Linked DNA regions of Oryctolagus cuniculus: region 2 is linked to region 1. The links are chromatin contacts, called in public Micro-C maps. All regions are on one chromosome and are shown on one strand. The core of a region is the stretch at or near the end of the contact, and the rest is flanking DNA. Distances in the headings are between cores, read along the strand shown. Region 1 holds the start of WIPI1 (WD repeat domain, phosphoinositide interacting 1). Region 2 holds the start of AMZ2 (archaelysin family metallopeptidase 2).

What was found. A called contact is a pair of places that touch in the nucleus more often than the background predicts.
Region 2: a Micro-C map of ear pinna shows a contact between it and region 1, with 2.9 times the contacts expected there. The contact joins the promoter of AMZ2 here to the promoter of WIPI1 in region 1. A contact is called at or near these places in 2 of 6 Hi-C or Micro-C datasets (ear pinna and skin fibroblasts).

What each region holds. Positions count from the first base shown.
Region 1 is chr17:11,201,557-11,209,522 of mOryCun1.1, reverse strand. WIPI1 (WD repeat domain, phosphoinositide interacting 1) reads right to left here and starts at 4,050. Exons shown (of 13, transcript XM_070060406.1): 1 at 3,869-4,050. The coding sequence starts at 3,948. LOC127484495 (a long non-coding RNA gene) reads left to right here and starts at 4,196. Exons shown (of 3, transcript XR_011383404.1): 1 at 4,196-4,442; 2 at 7,597-7,663. It overlaps LOC138846032 (a long non-coding RNA gene), which reads right to left and starts at 735. Exons shown (of 2, transcript XR_011383407.1): 1 at 283-735; 2 at 36-157.
Region 2 is chr17:11,383,277-11,391,242 of mOryCun1.1, reverse strand. AMZ2 (archaelysin family metallopeptidase 2) reads left to right here and starts at 2,934. Exons shown (of 10, transcript XR_011383406.1): 1 at 2,934-3,063; 2 at 3,470-3,556; 3 at 3,828-3,919; 4 at 4,421-4,703; 5 at 4,999-5,172; 6 at 5,267-5,395.

The sequences.
Region 1 (7,966 bases), core at 2,801-5,300:
AAACCTACCAGAATGTGTGTTCAGTATGCGTTCTCGCTGGGCAGACAGGAAAAGTGGAATGTTTAAGGATACTCATATAGCTCCGCCTCCAACACAAGTAGGAGGTCTTTTTGCTGTTTGAGACACACTTTACCAAGTGGTCAATTATTTTTCTTTCCTTGAAGAAATAAATATACATTCATAGTAGGCATCATGCTTCATTAGTAAACAAACTTGAACCGCTCCTTCCTCTCATCGGTTTCCACAAAAATATCCCAGATACCTTAAACCTGTGGCTCTCACCTGTGGCTGGACATTCAGCTCTGTCGGGAGCTTAAGTGGGTTTCTGTCAAGTTCAAGTACTCCAACATGCAGCCAGAGTTGAGAACTCTGCTTTACACCACAAAGCAGTCATCACAATGAACAGACAAAATAAAAACTAAACATTTATCTGGGATAATGTGGCTTTCTTATGTTTTACTTTTCAACCAATGGACAAAGGCAGGGTGTGAATCCAGGTGTCCCTGGCCTCGTGATGAAAGCAAATGAGTCAACTTTGTCCAGGGGCTGGGGATCCCAGCCACCTCCCTCCTGCTTGCCTTGAATGCCTCAGTGATGAGCAAAACCTTACACGGAGCACACTCCGCAGCAGTCTGACCCCGCGTACTTCCCAGGGAAAAGAGGATCCCAGAGCTGAAGTGCACCTTCACATGGTTTACTCCAACCTTCTCATAAAAAAAAAAAAAAAAAAAAAAAAAAAAACAAAAACAAGGACCAGCCTTGTGGCACAGCAGGTCAAGCTGCAGCTTGAGAGGCTGGCATCCCATATCCGAGTGCCTAGTTGGAGTCCCTGTCACTTTGCTTCTGATCCAGCTCCCTGCTAACATGCGCCTTGGGGGGCAGCAGATGGCTCAAGTACCTGAGCCCTGCCACCATGGGTGGACTAGGATGGAACTGAGTTCCTGGCTCCTGGCTTTGGCAGGCCCAGCTCCACCTGTTGCAGGAACTTGGGGAGTGAACCAGTAGACGGAAGACCTCTGTCTCCACTGCTCTGCCTTTCAAATAAACAAAAATAAGTGAAAAAACATTAACAACATCATGCAGAGGTGAGATTCGCCCTTCACAGGGAACCACGTACTAAAATAAGTAACTCACTACTGCAAGCCTGGATGGCCCAGGATCTTGTTTCACTAACCTAAAAAAAAAAAAAAAAAAAGAGTCTGTCACATGATTTTCCCTGGAATTTTTATCCTACCCAGACATTTGTTCTTCACTGGAATCTAGGGATATGCAAGGTAGCAGGTTCTGTCCCTAGTCCTCCAACCTGCTGAGCAGCTGATTCAGTTTGTTAGACATTCGTACAATGGCAGAAGTGCAGCTAGGACCAAGGTTTGCTGTCCAGAGCTATTTTTTTTTTAAGATTTATTCATTTATTTGAAAGTCAGAGTTACATACAGAGAAAGGGAGAGACAGAGAGAGGTCTTCTATCCACTGGTCCATTCCCCAAATGGCCAGAGCTGGGCCCATCTGAAGCCAGAAGCCAGGAGCTTCTTCTGGGTTTCCCACACAGGTGCAGGGGCCCAAGCACTTGGGCCATCCTCCCCTGCTTTCCCAGGCCATAGCAGAGAGCTGGATTGGAAGAGGAGCAGTCAGGATGCGAACTGGTGCCCATATGGGATGCTGGCACTGCAGGTGGAGGCTTAACCTCCTATGCCACAGTACTGGCCACCAAAGCTGCAGTATTAACCACACTAAACAGCGACTGGAAAAGCAGCCAGGAGCTGCTTCCTAAGGCTTCACCCTAGACTCTAGCGATTGCTGTGACATTTCCTTCACTTATAAAAACAAGCCATGCTCCTGACCACAAACAGACCGGATCAAGAAATCCAAGCTTAGACTCTGACTCATAAAGCCTTCCTATAGGAACAAGAGTCTCATCATCACACAGGCAAATGAGGGCTGGGACAAGTATGTGTTACCCACCAAATTACAAAATGTAGCTCAAGTGTCTAGCGCAGTGCGGCTCTAGGAGACTGGTGAAGGTTAGCCATCTTTACTAAGCTTCTCCAGAAATACTGGGTCCCAAACTCAGCCTACATTTATAGAAAAGCACACACCCACACATCTAAATGCGTTTGGGAAAGGGGCTTGGACTTATTTTAAAATCCAATGTCACACCCTTGCGGCGCAAAGCAACTGACGGTGACAAGAACTTTTATTTATAAGCAGCCAAAGCTGCCAGGAGGGCCCTCCTCCAGGCACACAGCACTGACAGTAGGGACTAAGAAAATGAACAGTTTCGAAAAAAACATTCTTGTCTAATTGCTCTAGGAAGCTGGGGTTTACTGTGGATTCCTTAATAAGCAGAATAAAAATTAACGTCATTTCCCCCCTAAATCCATTATCACAAAGCTGCACTTAGAATATTTACTACTTGGAAACAAACTAACTCGTTTCCTTAACCAGTGTTCAACTGGGAAGGAAAACATCACTGAGGCATTTGCACAGCCATACCCTCTTGCAAAATGTTTCTTACAAAACAGAATTTATCTATAACATCAGGTGGGTCTCAGCCCACAAGGGGATCCTGCAAACAATTCAGTGGGTGGCAAGCAGCTTAAAAAAAAAAAAAAGAAACGCCAGAGGGTTTTGCACATAATATTTTATGGATATTCTAAGTATACAGATCTGGGGGAATGTTGCAATATGTACTTCTCTTTGTGGGTTGTGGTCAAGAAATGCCTGGATGAGTGACTACTCACAACCAAGCCATGGAGCCACTCCATGAGTTGACTCCACATATGGCTTTTTTCCCAAACAAAGGCATATTGTTCCGGGCAGGCTGTTTTTAAACAAAAACACAGAGGGAATGGCAGCCAAGGTTGCTTATGGTACACGACGGCCTTAATTACACCACTGAATGTTCAATATTAGCACAGCCCAGCGACTGGCAGCCAAGGCACGGGAACAGGGCGGAAGGAAACTGGTACAGCAGGAAGTGGGAAAGAGGGAAGCGTCCATCCCTGCCCGATCTGCCTGATGCTGGGGCGGGGGGGGGGGACCCCAAGGAGATGCGACCCTCCAGGACGCGGGACACAGACAGGCGTGCGCTCCAGACAGGACCCTGCAGGTGCCCAAGTCTCAGTCCAGCAATTCCGGGTTGGTGGTGGCTTTTTTTTTTCTTTTTTTTTTTTTTTTTTTTTGGCCAAAGTCCAGATGTAGACATCCAAGTGAAACATTAAAAACCCACTCAGAAGCACACACAGCGAGTGGGCCCCGGAAGGGCTCCTGGACTCGGAGGAGACCTCGCAGGGCAGGGTGGGCGCTGCGGGCTCCCTCCACCCCCAGCCCCCGGGGCGAGACGCCCCGCGCCGCAGGGATAGGCTGCCTCTGGGAGCCAGGCCCTGCCCAGATGCCACGTTGGGATGCTCAAGGACAAATGGGAAAGTTTTCTCCGCACGGCCATCTCCCTGCGCCCCCGCCACAGCGTCTGGGGTCGGCAGGCCGGGCCTCCGTCCCCGCTCTCGCCTTCGTGTGGGACCCCTGCCCCTCCCGCCTCCCCGGCCGGGGTCGCGGCTTCCATGCCGCCCCTTCCCCGCAGTCCGAGTCCTCCCTCCACCCCTCCCCAGCCCCCTCCCTCTGCAGACTCCGGTCCTCCGGCTCGGCCCGCCGCGGGGCTGGGGGCTCGAACCCCGCCGCCGGGGGGGGGGGGGAGGGGTGGCTAACGAGACCCCAGCCAGGGCGATGCAGCCCCCAGCCGTCCCGCCCACGCCCTCCCGGGACGCAGGCCTGCGTCTCTCTCGCCGCAACTTGCGGTCTGGACAACACCCCTGGGTCGCGGACATTGCGTCCCCCTCTTCCCGGGCAGGGGGCCGGCGCCGCGGCTTACGTGCAGTCCTGATTGAAAGAGAAGCAGCTGAGCGCCGCCTCCGCCCCGCCGGGAGGGGCGTCCGTGGCCTCGGCCTCCATCGGGGGCTCGACCCGGGAAGCCTCAGCTCCGAGCCGGCGGCAGCCACCTCAGCAGCCCGCCCGCGCCGGCTCCCCGGCCGGGCGGCCAGCCCCGCCCCGCCCCTAGCCCCGCCCCGTCCCTTCCCGATCCGCCCCGCCCCTCGCCGCCCGGGCGGCGGGTCTCGCGGAAGCGAGCAGCTGACGGGGCGGGGCCCCTACTGTCGGCCACCATTGGCCCCGAGCCCATGCCCGGGGGGCAGGTGCCGCTCCTTTGGCCAATCCGCGGCGCCTATGGGCGGGCCCTCTCCCGAGCTGGTGGCCCGCCCCCGACTTCTCGTCGCGGTTTGCCATTGGGCGAAGGCGCGTGACGGAAAGGCTGCAGGCCACGTGGTGGTGTTTTCATTGCCAGAGCCTCCGGGTCGGCTGGCTGGGCTCCGGCACCTGCGTCCCTCGGACACCGCAGAGGAGACAAAGCGACGCGCTCGCTCCTGCCCCACCCAAACCGCCTGGCGAGTGTGAGTGTCTGCCCTTGACACTCAGAGCTCGGTAGCCAGCGTTGGACGCCAGGGCCGCGCCCTTCTGCGGAGTCCTCAAGCCGCTGTGAGCGAAGTGGCTGACTCGGGCTTATCTGTGGCCGTGCGGCTGCGAGCTCCTACTGCTGGGGAGACCATCTCCCCGGATCCTGCCCGGCCTTGTCAGGAAGGCGCGGCGGTGCAGTCCGCGGGAGAGCCCGCCGGAGCCCCGCGTGGCCGAACCGTGTGCGGGGAGTCCACGGTGCCGCGTGGGACCCCCGCGCCCTGCAAAGGACCAAGACCACGCCTGGCATCCATCAGGTTTACTTCATTTGGGACAAAATCCTGCACGTTGGATGAGCCTTGGGACTAGAAAATAAATCACCAAAAAATAAAAGCACTATTTCTCTGAAGCTTTTCTGGTTATATTTCCGGCTTGGGTTTTCTGAAAGGCAAAATGTAGCAGTTTCTGTTCTCACTCTCTTGTTCTTTCTCCCCACCTCCACCCTCACACACACACGTTCAGCGAGGAGATGCACAGGTGCTGATTGTTGAGCTGGGTGCCGTGTTGTCTAAGCTATCCGTGTTACTTGGAAAGAAAGATCTGGGTTCGTTCACTGAGGCGTCTTTGCAACCTTGCAAATCCAGGCTCAGCTCAATGCTGCGCTTCTCTCTGTTCTAGTTAGAAAACCGAGTCTGGCCGGCTAGGGGCTAGGTGGTTGGGAGAATTGCATAAAGTGTATAACGCTTTTTACAGAGGAAGCTGTTACTGTCGGTTTGCCATTGAGAAACTGGACTTTAGAGTGGGGAGCAGGTGTTTTGTGTTTCGTGATAAAAGCAGTGTCCTGGGCAGATAAACTCAGCCAGGGAGAGCAGGACAAATTCAGAGTGGGGAAAGTTCTAGAAGTCTTTGGGGGACTCATGTGAAATTCTGAGAGTGAAGGGGCGTGAGAGACGAGGCTCTGAGGGCAGCGAGGCCTGAAGGTTAAGACCAATCAAGAGTTGCTGAGGTGGTGCTGTCCAGTAGAAAGACAAAAGCCACAAATGTATGCTCCATAAGCAATTTTAAGTTTTCTAGAATATACACTTAAAAGAAATGGGCACAGCAATTTTACTGACAGCCGTTCATTTAAGAATAGCCCAAAAATGTTCTTTCAGGAGCCGGCTTTTGGTGGAGTGGTTAAGGCTGCCTGGTATCCTGGAGTCAGTTCCATACTGGGAGTGCAGACAGGGTGCCTGGGTTTGATTCCCGGCTCGTGCTCTTGATTCCAGCTTCCCGCTAAGGCACATCCTGGTTGGCTTAGGTCCTCACCACGTCCATGGAGACCTGGATTGAATTCCGGGCTTCTGGCTTTGGTCTGACCCAGCCCTGGCCGTAGTGAGTGTCTGGGGAGTGAACCAGTAGATGGGAACTCTCTCTGTCGCTCTGCCTTTCAAATAAATTGTATACATATGATTTTAAGTATATATATGATTTTAAATATATATTACTTGAGTTGATCTAGATTTTTTTTTTTTCAGAACGAAACATTTACGTGTGTCTCAGTTCAGCTCTAGTCACATTTGCATTGCTCACGTGGCCGGTGGCTCCTGCTCACTGGGATTTCGGAGGAGTGGACAGCAGGACGTGGTGACTGCTGGGGATGGAGTGTCGGGGAAGAATAGGGAGGAGTTTTAGGAAGGAGGAAGCCTGGCGTCCGGCTTTCAGAAACCAGGTCTCTGAACAGATATTTAGGGCCGTGTCAGTTTCTGACAGCTCGCTGGAGCAGATGAACAGAATGTTTGCTGTCATTTTAAGGTTCGGGCTCAGTGATGCAGGCGTGAGAGAAACCAGTCACCTTTCCAGCCCTGCCCTGCCTGGGAGTGAGCCCCTTACATGTCTCCTCCTGGGTCCTGGTCCGCGTCCACCACCACCCACTTGGAAGTGACGTCCCAGGGCTGCCTTGTCTGGATTTTATTTTTCTATAAATATTTACATAATTTGAAAAATGTTAATAAAATTAATCCTTGTTTTTTAAAAAAATACTCCGTGGGCCAAAACAAATACATTTGCTGTCTGGAAATGGTTGGTGGGGAGGTGGGTTTGTGACCCCTGTCAGAGGCCTCGCCCTCGAAAACATTCCCAGAAGTCTGTTCGAATAGAAAGCCAGGGAAGGGCTTATAAATACAGAGGTGCGCCATTCCTTTTTTTAATACATCATTTTTAAAGATGTCTGCATCTCTTTTTTAAAAAAAGATTTATTTATTTATTTGAAAGTCAGAGTTACACAGAGGAGAGGCAGAGAGAGAGAGAGGTCTTCCATCTGCTGGTTCACTCCCCAATTGACTGCAACAGCCAGAGCTGTGCTGATCTGAAGCCAGGAGCCAGGAGCTTCTTCCAGGTCTCCCACGTGGGTGCAGGGGCCCAAGCACTTGGGCCATCCTCCCCTGCTTTCCCAGGCCATAGCAGAGAGCTGGATCGGAAGTGGAGCGGCCAGGTCTCGAATTGGCGTCCATATGGAATGCCGGCACTTCAGGCCAGGGCGTTAACCTACTGCGCCACAGCACTGGCCCCTCGATTCCTTTTTAAAATCCCAGTTTTGGGCTCTGTGGGAGAGGACACTTCTGGGCTGGCTATGGCATCCTACCCCCGCCATATTCTTGCAGCAGCGAATTCCCTGCCTGCTAACAACAGCCAAGGGTATCGGGGGTGGGGGAACACACTACTTTGCCAGAATAAGATTTTGATTTTTTTTCCTCTGTCTTCCAATGAGAACTCCCAAATGTCTGTTTTCTCCCCAAAACAAATGTCCAGTATTCCTAGACAAACAGTAAGGCTGAGAATGTGGAAATGATGCAGCTTTGGTAATACAGAATTGCAGGCCACAGCTGGGCTACTGGGAAGCCCTTCTATCCGGCCGACCAGCAGGTTGTAATTTTAAAATGCTGATTAGGGCGCGCATGGGGCATCAACAGGGGGAAGCTGGAAATGAGGCATCCTGTCTGACGCAACCCTTCTGTCACCCAGCATGGTTGCCCGGGACACCCAGCCGTCTATAATTAGAGTAACTACTAGGTGAACAAATGCCACTCTTGTTTTCTTTTTATAAAATCTGTCCTATGTTCGTAAAACCAAGCTACAGGAAATAACCTCCCTTTTCTTTCTGATCGGTCTCAGCACTCGGAACGTGACCTGAGAAAGAGCTGAACTCTGGTGGACCGTGCATGGGAGCACTCGCGGGAAGGTAAAGGGGAGAGAGGGGGCTGGGGACAATGGAGGAGCGGGGAGGGGAAGGGTAACGGGCCACGGAGGGGAGGGCAGCCCAGGGACTCAGCCCCACAATTCCAGGGAAGGAGGGCAGAGGTTGGACTCCAGGGCGGTTCCTGGGAAAGGAGATGACTCGTATGCTGGGCAAACAGGAAGTCAGCAGCCAGGGCGATGGGTCTCAGCAGGTGCCATGGGGCTCTGACTACAGACACAGTCTACATGGGACAGCATGGCTGCCGTGAAGTAACCATCCCCAGAATGCGCCTTGCCCCCCCCCGTT
Region 2 (7,966 bases), core at 1,685-4,184, 180 kb before region 1:
GCGCTGAGGAGAAAGAGGATCTAAGACCTTTTTAAAAATAACAGTTAAAGCTCTCAGCAGTAGTAGAAGGAAGAATCAGAGCAAACTTCACAGTTCTGAAGGGCAGTTATTTTCCACCTAGACCTTCACTCCAACTGAGGCAAACTCTCTGTAAGACAATGACAGCACAAACGTTTTCAGATATCCAAGAGCTCAAAATCTATGTACCTTTATTCCAGAAGGTTCTCAGGGATGTGCTACTGAAACCAAAAGAGTATGCCAACAAAGAGGAAGACACAGAGTTTAAGAAACAGCGGATCCAACAGAACAGAATGTGGCTGTCGTCCCACGGCGACCGTGCAGGAGGCCTACAGAGAACCAGTTTAGACCAGAACAGGGAGCGAAGGTTCCTAGTGGGGGAAAAAAAACTAAGGCAACCCATGTGGCTGGGCTATGCAGAAAATACTGACAACAATGTAACAGAGACAATGAAACATTAGAAAGAAAAAAAAAAAAAGGTCTGTCTCTTTCAATTAAAAATAAATAAGTGAGGGGTGGGGGAGAGGCAGGTGTTTGGTCCACTGAGTAAGATGCTGCTTGGGATGCCCATGTCTCATGTCAGAGTGCCTGGGTGCAAGCGCAGTGTCACCCCCAATCCCAGCTTCCTGTTAGTGTGTGCCCTGGGCCCTGGGTGGCAAGTACTTGGCACCTCCTACTCCTACTCATGTGGAGACCCAGCTCGAGCTGTTAGCACCTGGTTGTGGCCTGGCCCTGCCCAAGCTGTTGTGGGCATTTGAGGAGTGAACCACAGGATGAGAGAATCTCTCTGTATCTGCTCTTTTTCATTCAGATAAAAATACCCATAGTCCTCTTGGAAGTATGCTATGGTTCAACTGCAACTACAGATTAGTTAATGGACAAAAAAAAAAAAAAATTGGTGGTACAGAGTCACTGGAACACCCACAGCTCATTTCAGAGTGCTTGGGATCCATCCCCACCTCTACCTCAGATCCAGCCTCTTGCTAACGCACCTGGGAGGCAGCAGATGGTGGCCCAAATACTTGGGTTCTTGCCACTCATACAGGAGCCTGGGATGGAGTTCTTCACTCCAGCCTCGGCCTGGTCCAGCCCTGGGTGTTACAGGCATTTGGGGAGTGCATCAGCAGATGCGAGATCAATCTCTGTCTTTCTCTCTGTGGCTCTGTTTTTCAGATGAGTAAATAAACAGATCTGAAAAAGAAAAAAAAAAAGCCACGGCACTCATAAGAATGTGTCTGATCCTGAACTCTCAAAAAAGATCTGGGTCACATTATCTGTTTCATAAGTGAGGGGAGAAATGAGTAAGAGGTTAAGTCACCAGCACAGGCCACAGGCTGGTGAGCTGGGCTTCCAGAATTCAAACTATCTCTGTGCCTTCGGCCACACTGATGCTCGGGCTGGCAGGACCACGTGCAAGCATGTAGGAAAGCCACCACTTCTCAGGCCCTGTAGGAGCCATCCGCCAGCGTCCTCAGCTCCAAACTTTGAGAACAGCCATGATGTGAACGCATTTTATTGAAGTCTGCGTTCAGGTAACGGTGGATATGGGTACTGAGGGCAAAAAAATTTTTCAACTTCAAGATCCAGGAGGCTTATCAGTTCAGCGCGGTGCGCCGGCGCAGCACGCCGTGGCAGCGGCCATTGGAGGGTGAACCAACAGCAAAGGAAGACCTTATCTCTCTCTCTCTCTCTCACTGTCCACTCTGCCTGTAAAAAAAAAAAAAAAAAAAAAAAAGATCCAGGAGGCTGAGCAAATAAGGAGACGCTGAAGTCGTCACTGGAATTAAAAGATCTTAAAGTGAACTTGAAGCAAGCGTGTGTTATGTCCTGTTCCCGCAGACTGGGAAAGAGAAGTAGACTGAGTGAGAACCAGAGTATGGGAAAACGGCCCCACTTCCAGCGCCGCAGGTTGCTTTGCAGCGACAGGACAATAGCTGGGAAATGGAAACAGGAGAATTTCTGAGGGACGTTTGGGAGGGAAAATGTGGCTTCGAGGGAGGAAAGCTGCGCACCTTTCAAGGTGGAACCTTAGACCAGAACCAGCAGGAAAAGGTGGAGGTTTGGCAAACAGGGTTTTAAAGGGATAGGGCTTCCCAGGGTTCCTTGGAAGTTGGTAGGACAAACGGGGTGCAGCGTGGGATGAACCCCGGGGGAGAGTAAAAGGGGTAGGACAGGAGGAAGTGTGGGTGCGGGCTTGTGTGCGCCTCGCTGCACAGGGAGGGAACTCAGTGGCGTCAGCGGCTTGGCCACCGGCGGTGTCCTAACGTCCGATCAGCTCAGGACGCACGAGGGGACGCGCAGGGGCGTTCGGACTGGCACCCAGCTTCCCGCGGGCCCTGCGGACCAGAGCTCCAGGCTCTCGCCTTGCCAGTGAGAACCGCACGGCCCGCAGGCCTGAGCCACGCAGTCAGTTCGGCGCTAACGGCCGCGCGGCGGCGCCCTCCCAGCGCCCAGCCCGTCGTGGGCACGGGGCCGCGGGCGCGCGCTGCACCTGCGCCGGGGCCGCCGAGTCCGGAAGGGAAAGTCCGGCCGCGGCGGGGGACGGCCCGAGGCAGCGCGCGCCCAGGCTCCGCGTCAACCTGCGGCCACGGCTCACTGCGCTCCGGGCCTGGCCTGTGACATTAGTCACGCTGAGGGCATTCGCAATCTGGCAAACCCCGGCGGGGCCGCCGGGGAACCGCGGTCGCGTGACGCAGGCTCCCACGCGGGGCGCCTCGCGCCCGCTGCCCCGTGACCCAGCGGGGCCCGCGGGCGGCGCCTGAGAACCGGGCAGTGGCGCCCCGCGAGGGACAGCGGCAGACAGGCGACGACGGCAGGGGCGGCCTCGTGCGCCCCGTCGCCACCTCGCGACTCCCCACGCTGGGGAAACCAGCACGGCCGCCGCGCTTCCGCGCCGGCCCAGGCGGCCCCGCGCTAGGGGGCGTGGCCAATGGGGCGCGTGCGCGTGCGGCGTGGTCCGCGCGGAGGAGCGCGGGACGGGGCGCAGGACGCGCCGCGCGTGCGCGCAGGGGCCGCGGCGGGCGGCGGGTGTCGAGGCCCGTCGGGGTGAGGGGCGTGAATGCGGGGCGGGCTGCGAGCGCTGGGCCGGGGCCTCCTGGGCGGGGCCGCCCGGTTAGAGAGGCGGTCGGTGGGAGGGCGGCCGGGGCGGAAGCGGTGAGGACTGCGGGGGCGGGATGTCCCCGGGGCGCGAGGGCGAGGGGGGCTCTCCGAGGAGGAGGAGGAAGGGCGAAGCGATGGACGGGGCTGGGGGGGGGACCCCACTACGCTCACCAGCCAGTGTGCGAGGTGTGCGGAGTGGCTGTGGGCAGCCGGCGAGCGGGGACCAGCTGGTCTGGAGGCCCGGGGCAGCCCAGGTCCCCGGCAGCCTCCTGGGGCTCCATCCAGGTCACACCTGGAGGCTGGAGCAGGCCCCCTGACCCTTCGCACCGCCTTTTTTTTTTTTTGATGTCAGGGTGAAGGCACCCCTGCACGCCATGTTTCCGGACAAGCCCGTCCTTATAAGGTAAACACTCCCCTGGGCGCCTCCCCGCCCTGTAAGGTAGGTAGAATTCCGGAGTAGCTCTGGCCCTGCACTGAGGTCGCGTTTCAGCTCGGTTAGCTAGTGTGAGGAACACCCTGCGCCCGCATCAGCTCGCACGGCGGGAGCCTTTGATCTGGTCCTCTGGATTTCCAGAATTCGGAATAGACGTTAGCTTAAGTTTCCCCTGCAGTTTGTCAAACTGGAACAATGTAGGTAATCGGGCAGCGGGGCAGGGTGCAGGCAGACGCGCTCCAGACGGAGATGTTCAGTTTTTCCCTTTCTAACTCAGAGGGCTCGTGGTGGAACATGTTTGAGCCATTCCGACGGGAAGTTTGACAGCTCTGCAGAGGAACACGATGCGAATGGAAGAGCCCTGTCACCGTGAGTCATAGCACGCCTTCCCCGACAGGACTTTGAGGCAATACCCTTCGGTGCTGGAGCTGCCTCCTGGTAGCCGGCAGTTAAATTACAGAAGTGGCAAAGTGGCAGGGTTTACTTGAGTTCTCTGATCGTGTGTACCTCTGAGTCACATTGGAAAGGATGAGTACCTTTCATGTGGCCCTAATGAGTCAGCTCATTAGTATTACCCAACTAAAAAGAAATCAGATGCCAGTTCGTTCTCTAAGGGTCACCATTCGTTTTGATAGCAGAAGCAGGTTCCATAGGCAGTGACGGAGTGGAGTTGATGATATCTTTCCAGTGTCTTAGTTACCCTGCCCAAGACATCGAATGGCATTGAGATCACTGTCAGTGTGGCCACCCCAAGGCAGGAGCAGTCAGTCATTCCAGTCTAGCAAGAAATCAGAGATGTACGTGGAGGGGTGGTAAAGCCCCCAGTGTGGATACGCGTTTGCAGGTGACGACTCGTGTGTTTTTGGGTAGATGCAAATACTTCGGCACTCTGAACAGACCTTAAAAACCGCTCTCATCTCCAAGAACCCAGTGCTTGTGTCCCAGTATGAGAAATTCGAAGCGGGGGAGCAGCGTTTAATGAACGAAGCCTTCCAGCCGACCAGTGACCTCTTTGGTCCCATTACCTTGCATTCACAGTCGGACTGGATCACCTCCCATCCTGAGGCTCCCCAAGACTTTGAGCAGTTTTACAGTGATCCTTACAGAAACACACCCTCTGCGGAGAAGCGTAGTATTTATATCCAGTCCATTGGTACGTATGGGTCATGTGCTGGTTCGGGGTTGGTGCTGTTGTCCGGGGTAGTGTGTACTGTTGTTTGATTCCAGTAGGCGCTCTTAGGATCATTTTTGACATTCATTGCAGTGCCAGACATTTTATAGCCCAACAGACTTAAAATGAACATCGCATTGCTTTTCAATTCATATTGGCTTCAATGAATGATACAGTTGTATTGAAAATTTAGAGTTGATTTTGTTTCTAATTTCAGATTAAAGACAATATTTCACCCACCTCAAGGTGCGTCTTTAAATTTTCTCCCATTTTATAGGTGCTCTAGGCAACACTAGGATTATCAGCGAAGAATATATTAAATGGCTCAAAGGCTACTGTGAAGCATTTTTCTATGGCTTGACAGTAAAACTCCTCGAACCGGTTTCTGTTTCTGCGACAAGGTGTTCCTTTAGAATCAACGATAACACACAGAATCTACAGATTCATGCAGGTGAATTAAGCAGCTTTCCAGCGTGAACTGAGTAAGTCCAGATGCGTGTATCTGCGTAGCTCATATACACACGCACACGTTTCTTTTACAATAGGGCACATCCTGAAGTTCCTAAAGAAGAAGAAGCCTGAAGATGCCTTCTGTGTCGTGGGAATAACCATGATTGATCTCTACCCAAGAGATTCCTGGAATTTTGTCTTCGGACAGGCCTCTTTGACAGATGGTATTTCATTTTCACGGTGTTGGTAGAAACTGTCATGCAACTTGAGACTATTTTAAGGTGGCAAAAGGGAAAATGTTCCAACCAGTAATAATCTTGATCTTTGACACCGTATACTATTTTCAGTGAGGCGTCATGGCATAGTGGGAAGTTCATTGTTGAATTATGTGAACTTACTATGTCTTTTTTTTTTTTTTCATGAATATTTATTTATTTGAAAGACAGGATTACAGAGAAGGAGCGGCAACAAAGGGCAAGATCTTGCATACACTGGTTCACTCCCCTAATGGCCCCAGATAGCTAGGGCTGGCCAGGCCAAAGCCAGGAGCCTGGACATCCGTCTCGTGGGTAGCAGGGGCCCAAGCACTTGGACCATCGTCCTCTGCTTTCCCAGTTGCATTACCAGGGAGCAGGATGGAAAGTGGGGTAGCCAGGACTCAAACTGGCACTTGGATGCCAGAGTCGCAGGCAGACGCTTACCCGCTGTGCCCCAACACCAGCCCCACCTACCTGGTCTCGAAGGTAATAATTTCACAATCATTTTGAGGTTATTTACAAAAAAGTGCAAATATACTAAAAGTGTCTATATATACATGGCACTGTATAGGCATTCAACACAACAGAAGGTATATATAAGCAACTCAGTAGTGAGGTAAATTAAATTACAGATATTTGAACTATCATTAGCATATGTGAAAATATTGGTGATTGTTTCTCAGCTCTTTACTTTTCGTGGTCTTCCTGCTTAGATAAATAGCCACAGACTGAAAAAGTAGTGTATGTGTCTTTCTCATTCTGTCTCTTAAGTTTTTTTTTTTTTTTTTTTAAGTCAGCTTCACTCTTTGATACAGTGAAGATACTGGGTGTAGGAACGGGTCTGGAAACAAGTCATTACTCTGCATTTTTTTCCCATTTCTACTTCTCTTTTCCCCACCTGTCCATTTTTGTTCCTGTTTCTCTGATCTCGTCTGCCAGGATCTGTGACAGGCTTGCGAGGGAAGAGCCCAGTGGAGTAAGGGGAGTGCTTCGTTGGTGTTCTGGGGGTGGGAGCGTGTCCCAGGGACTGAGACATTGTGATCCGTCTGGATGCTCATTAGTCCCAGGCTTTGTGTGGGGGCCAAGCGTTGCTTTCTACCAGAGAAGGGAGCTGGGGGATTGTAGCGCCTCCCCTGTCTGTGCCCCTCATCCTCAGCTCCATTCACGCGAGGTTCTTACAGCGCTGCCGTGCCCCTGCCAGTGTGCTCCAGTGGAGGCGCCAGCGCCTACTGTCTGATAGTTGGTTTGAGCTATCTTTTTATCACAAGTTCCCCCTTTCATTATTAACCTGATAGAGATGGAAACATTACAAATAATTTAAAAACAATTTGCTCATTTATCTAGGTATCGCTAGCTAACTTACCTTGAACATTTGAGAAGGATAGGCAGCATGACCACAAACTGTTTCTAACTTGACCTTTTCTTTAAAAAAAAAAAAAAGGTTCTTAAATATTGCATGATGCGAGAGAAGATGTGACAGAGTAGCAGGACTGACCTGGGCTGCAGTAATACAGGCTCTCCCACAAGTGACCGTGTTTCTCTCCAGGTTTACAGAGATTAGCGTTTGTAGCTGAGAGGATTATTTCTAAAGTAAATAATGTTCTATTTGTGGAATTATCAGAAGAGTGAAATGTGCTCACATGGGTTTGGCCAGAGGAGGTCACTTGTGACACATGGGTAGATTCCAGAATGTTGTCTTTCCTTGAATTTCACTTTTCTGTGGGCAGGGCAAGGAATCTCCTTTTTGAATCAAGCTGGATTCGACAAACTTACTATGAGTTTATTTCCTTGAAAAACAATTTGTTTCGACTGTAAAGTAACTGAAAGGGAAGCATAAACAAAAGTGCTAATGTAAACACGTCCCGTTCTAAAGCAGTCCCCTAGGAGTGAGTTACACATCCAGTTGTGTTCTCGGCCTGCGAGGGCGAGGACGGTAGATAGAACTCTGATTGTAACACAGGAAGTCAGTTACAAGGATGTTTATTCTGGGCCCTGACACCAGCCTCATAATAGAGCTGAGCTGTGCTTTAAAAGCGGGTAGGAGGAGGGGAAGAGGTTATTCTGTTTAAAGGCATGGTCTAAAACTGCTGGAGACCTCTGGGGCAGAGGGGGTTTGGGGGAGGCCAATGAGGCAGAGGTATGTTGACTGGGTCCTTTTTTTTTTTTTTTTAACAGGCAGAATTAGACAGTGAGAGAGAGACAGAGAGAAAGGTCTTCCTTCTGTTGGTTCACCCCCCAAATGGCTGCTATGGCTGGCACTGTGCTGATCCGAAGCCAGGAGCCAGGTGCTTCCTCCTGGTCTCCCATGCAGGTGCAGGGCCCAAGTACCTGGGCCAAACTCCACTGCCTTCCCAGTCCACAGCAGAGAGCTGGACTGGAAGAGGAGCAACCGGGACAGAACCGGCACCCCAGCTGGGACTAGAACCCGGGGTACTGGCGCCACAGGCGGAGGATTAGCCAAGTGAGCCGCGGCACTGGCCAACTGGGTCCTTTTTTTAAAGGATTTACTTGAAAGGCAGAGTTAGAGATAGAGAGAGA